Linked DNA regions of Anas platyrhynchos: region 1 is linked to region 2. The links are chromatin contacts, called in public Hi-C maps. All regions are on one chromosome and are shown on one strand. The core of a region is the stretch at or near the end of the contact, and the rest is flanking DNA. Distances in the headings are between cores, read along the strand shown. Region 1 has its middle 190 kb from the start of RERGL. Region 2 has its middle 180 kb from the start of LMO3.

Region 1 (2,700 bases), core at 97-2,596, 180 kb after region 2:
AGGAGGAGGGAGGAAGGAGGGAAGGAAGGAGGAGGAAGAGGGAAGGAAGGGAGGAAGGGAGGAAGGAAGGAGGAGGAAGGGGAAGGAAGGAGGAAGGAAGGAAGGAAGGAAGGAGGAGGAAGGAAGGAAGGAAGGAAGGAAGGAAGGAAGGAAGGAAGGAAGGAAGGAAGGAAGGAAGGAAGGAAGGAAGGAAGGAAGGAAGGAAGGAAGGAAGGAAGGAAGGAGGGAAGGAAGGAGGGAAGGGAGGAACCACAATAAAATCTCTCTGAGAGACCATTTATCAGTTTAGTGCAGGTGTGTATAATCTTCCACAGTACAAAAGCCAAGAAAAAATGTACAATGTCAAAACATTGGAAGATTTTAAAAAGCGCTTAAATTAGTATTTCACTGGTATTTTATTAGAATTCATACTGCAAGTAGATAATGCAACATTAAACTTCACTGACCTTCCTTTGTCATAGACTTAACATTGGTAAATATATTAAAAGTAATTTGTATAATACTACAGTTTGGTTTAATTTCTTTATGGGTAACCAACATTTATGGGAGAAAAATAAGAATAACAATAAGCAATAGCAAAATGTTCTTACCTTGCACAATGCATTAGTAACATACAACTTTATAACTAGCTTCCTGAGACAGGACCTGTGGTGGTTTTACTCAGGTGGGCAGCCGAGCTCCACCACAACCGCTCTCTCATTCCTCCTCTCCTCAAAGAGGAAGGGGGAGAAAATACAACACAGAGAACTCGAGGTTTGAGATGAGAAAGGTTTAATTAAAGGGAAAGGGAATGGGGAGGAAAAACAGAAACAAAAGAAACAATCAGTCCACACAGAAACACAGAGAGAGAGGAAAAAAAAAATATTCTCTACTTCACATCAACGAGCAGTGTTTGGCCACGTGCTGGGAAGCAGGGCCTCAAACACGTAGTGGTTGTTCAGGAGGAACAGCCCCCTCCCCCACGAGAGCTCCCCTTTTTATTGCTGAGTGTGACATCAGGTGTTATGGAATATCCCTTTGGTTGGTTTAGGTCAGCTGCCCTGGCAATGTCCCCTCCCCATCACTTGCCCACCCCCAGCCTGCTGGCTCTTGGGGTCTTGGAAGGAGTCCTGATGCTGTGCCAGCACTACGCAGCAATAGACACAACACTGGAGTGATATCAGTGCTGTTCCAGCTATGAGTGCAGAGCACAGCACTGTGTGGGCTGCTGCAGGGAAAAGGTGACTCCAGCTCAGACAGACCCGACACAGACCCTTACATCTACTTCCTCTATTTGCATAAACATGCTCTTGACTTCCAGGTTTGGCAGGACACAGCCTTCTGCCTTACATATAAACAAGGCATTAGTGAGCCCCTAGGCAAAAGTGTTGGCAGCCTTAGGTGTCAATTTGTTGTCAATGTCCATCACCAAAAATGTTGGGTGGCTTAGGAGCCATCCACATCTCATTTCACATAATCTCATGGGGAGCACAGAAGACCATTCATGAGATACGCAGCTGTCATATATGTAACAGCTTACTGGAAAGGGATAAAGGAGGAAATTTATAACTCAGGTCGCTCTATGCCATACAATATTTCATATCAATTGCTATTAATATTTGCTTCTTATTATTAGAAATGTACAAGTGAAGTTTATTTTTAGTGATGTAAGTAATTCAGCTCATACCTCCTGTGCAGACTGAAATAAACAGAGGAAGGAAGCTTAACAGACATATCCATTAAACTCCCAACTAAAACCTTGGTCTCTTAGCCTTCTCCAGTACCTTTTTAAAATCTCCATTATAGTACTTTATCATCCAGCAGTTCCAGGGCAAGTGATAAACTGTTACGAAAACAAACAAACAAATAAACAAAACAAACAAGCAAAAAAGCACATACTTCTAGTTTTTCCTCACTTTCCCTCCTGCTCTCTTTCTGTGTGTTTGGATTTTTTTTGTCTCTCTCTCTTTTTTTTTTTCTCTTTTCATAAATACATATATTTTTGCAATTCTGGCCCAAAGACTTTTTCTTCTTTAAAAATAAAACAAAATAAAATAATAATAGTAATGAGAGTACCTAGCATAACAAGATCTTAATCTCTGATTGCTAGTCCTCAAGCACTCCTATAATGTGAAGAAATTACAAAACAATTTGAAAGTGTCTTGTCATTTGGGGAAATTACATTGAGTGAGTTCACATCACCACCTTTAAAAATTATTTCTAAAGAAATATTTGTGGATAAAAGTAAAATAAAAATTCAGAAAAAAAAAAAGTGGTTTTATGTAATTCAGAGTGTTAGAAAATGTTTGACTCTGGCTGAAAATTTTTATGCAAATGAAAACAATAGAGCTGTAGCTGATGCTCTCATGTAACCTTCATAGTCTTGCTCAGTGGATGCCTTAACAGTAGTGTGATGCTTTTGTCAGAATTACCGACATTTTTAGAGAAGTAACTTCATAGAATTAAAATAACCTTCTGCACCTTAAAAGAGCGATGAAGAGAGGGAGTGAGAAAGGGAGGGAAGGAAACAGAAGGTAAATCAGTGTATTCTTGTTTATTATGAATAAAATGTAGATATTTAAATAAGACAACTCTGCAAAGTAAGTCATGAACTGATACTTTGCTGCCAGTATTTTGAAAACAATGGCTCTCAAGAAGAGCATTTTCTCAGCAGCCTTAGACCAAGTCTACTGTGTCTGCTTTCCTGCATACTGACAGAGG
Region 2 (2,700 bases), core at 109-2,608:
ATAAACATAATCTACATCTTCTATAATATTCCACTGTCATTCTCCTTTGCAATTTAGTGCATCTTTGGGTTTTCGTCCCAAAGACTTGATACGTAAGCTTCTTGATACAGCTCCTGTGAGGCAGCATAGTTGTATTTCCGAGTCTGAGTAGTTCTGGCTTTGGCTTTCATAAAGAAGATTGAATTGTTGCCCGATTGATTATTAACCATTTATTTGTCTGTCCATCACAAACCAGTTTAGATTAAATGTTTTTGAGCAACTCTCCCAGTACCTAAAATTTTAAGAAATGCTGCAAGTTTACAAATTTGACATAGTGTTGCAACTCCTATGAGGTGGTTTGCAATAATTTCAGGAAGACTCCAAAATCATTTTACAGATAAGTAAACAAAATGAACATTTACAGATGTTCACTTAGCATTTTTAAACAAAATCAGAATAACAGTTTTTAGGAGATTTTGGTTTCCTCTTTTTGACACAAGAGTAAAATAAGAAGTTGAACCATAGAGGACTATTATCCATGTTTCTTCTTATTAAAGGCAACATCTTGGCATCATTGGCAGATCTCTTAATAGAACTATTTTGGGCTCCCATTTTCACTTATTTTCAGAAAATGTATTTTTGCTATTTTGCAGAAGCTATCATTTAATGATTGCTCCTGAATGTACCAGTGTTTTGCTTGATATTAGTGATGTGGCTTAGTGAAAAGAGATTGACAGACAAATTAAAAGGCACGTGTTTACAAACTGAGACAGCCATAGTGGCATTCTCCTTGCCCTGAAGGTGATGGAGGTGCAGTGCAATCTCAAAGGAAGCAGAACTGTATAGAACTGTGCTGTTTGATCACATATTGGTCACTTAGATTAACAGAATGAAAGGAATATAAGAGTTGGATATGAATAAAACATTGCAATAATGTGAGGAAGAATCCAAATACTTTTCCAAACTAATGTTTTATTTATCGCTCTAAGTAGTTTAGTGCTCTTCTGGCATGGACTATTTGATGGGTATTGTGTTTTATAAAGTTTGCATTGATAAAATTATCTGTCTTTCTTATCAGGGAACCACATGGTCTTCTTGCTTGAGAATAATATTATTTAATAAGGCTGATTACAGCGGTGTTTGAAATTCATTTCATATTTAAATAGTGTGGGCCAAACTGAGTGCAGCTGCAAATCTGCTTGTGCCAATGGAACTCCACTGGAGGAATGTTTGACCCTATGGGTTAATGTAATGAAAAGATAACAGCATACTGTATGATCACATAAATTAAAGATGGGAAATACCAATTAGGTCAGCTAGTCCTTACCCGGGGGACCAATTTAGATTGTTCCCTACACTCTATTCTTGAGTGCTTTGCATTGTTTTAAGAAACTCATGCAATAAGACTCCTGTCTTGAGAAGCTCTGCTGTAGTTCATCAGATCTCACCATTAAAAAATGCTTTCTGAAACCCAGCCCATTTTTTTTCTTCTCACGAATTAAGTCTCAATATACTTGTCATAAGCATTCTGTTTCACTGTGAGCAATACTATTTTGATTTTTCTATTGGCTTTTCACAAGATGTGCTGCACATGTTTTCAATCAACACTTATCTTGAATTCACTGACAAATAGAATGTAGGGGACTTTAAGTATAAATATATATATATATATTTAGGAGTTAAATTGTCTAGGTCAAATAAGAATTAATCAAAATATATTTTTATCCATACATGAATCAGTCTGTAAAAAGAACACATTATTTCTCCTTCTCCTTCTGTCATCTGTGTCCATCCCCTCTGTCCTCCCCCCTGCCTTTTTTTTTTTTTTTAGAAAGACTGGAAATAGAAATACACAAGCAATTAGGAAAGGTTTTGCTTTCATCCCAGATAAATCTAAGAAGTACTGAAGATTCTGGGCTTAGATGAGATAAAACCCAATTTCCAGATGTGTCTCCAATGTTGTATGCTTCTGGCTACAAAGCTAACACAGACATTCAAGCTGTCATGTACAAGAATGGTGTCAGCCAGTGACTCAAGCAGCAAAACTTTGTGGATAAGCTGTGCCACTACAACAGTTAATGCTTTCTTACTGTGTGACTGGGTCATTCCACAAATACATTTGTCCTGAGTTTGACCTTTTGGTAAAAACAGGACTCTACATGCAGGTCAAGTAGTCTCAATTCTGTAAATGGGGCAAGACTCCTCACTTTTAATACAAAAGGCTGGCTTTGATCCAAGTTGTGCCAAATAGATTCAGGAGTTGTTTAGAAAATGATTGGCTAAATTGTTTCTTATACTGACAGTACTTTTTGTCTGAGACGGACTTAAAAATTCACTTTGGACTACCTGGCTTTTCACACAACATGTTATACTGCAACAATTAAATTAATTTCAAGTTCTTTTTAGATTTTGTTCAAGGTTAAATATTTGATCAGATAGCACTTTGCTTACTACAGACAATTCTTAATACTTTGAGGGGCATTCATATAGCCTAACTTTGACACAGAAATTTCAATTTTTATTTTTATTTTTAATTTAGGAGCCTTATTTCAGAAAAATCCTAGTGTAGACATTGGAACATCAAAGAAAACTTCAGGAAACAATATGAAATGTAAGTTTTCTCTTACTGTCACTTGCCCCCAGAGGAATTCTCCTTCTCTATTCAGAAGGGTCTGAGCTAAGGCAGAAGTCTGTAGATTTTGTGAATAGTTAAATGAATTT

Evidence for each region. Hi-C and Micro-C count contacts between places; a contact is called where the count stands out from the background.
Region 1: a Hi-C map of subcutaneous adipose tissue shows a contact between it and region 2, with 1.7 times the contacts expected there. The contact joins two enhancer-like sites. A contact is called at or near these places in 2 of 8 Hi-C or Micro-C datasets (liver and subcutaneous adipose tissue).

The regions. Positions count from the first base shown.
Region 1 is chr1:67,210,460-67,213,159 of IASCAAS_PekinDuck_T2T, forward strand. No RefSeq gene overlaps it. Among named protein-coding and RNA genes, the nearest start is that of RERGL, 190 kb to the right of the region's middle. Within about 2 kb of position 1,347, at least 2 of the 8 cell types and tissues checked have an H3K27ac peak or open chromatin away from gene starts, as enhancers often do.
Region 2 is chr1:67,034,918-67,037,617 of IASCAAS_PekinDuck_T2T, forward strand. No RefSeq gene overlaps it. Among named protein-coding and RNA genes, the nearest start is that of LMO3, 180 kb to the left of the region's middle. Within about 2 kb of position 1,359, at least 1 of the 8 cell types and tissues checked has an H3K27ac peak or open chromatin away from gene starts, as enhancers often do.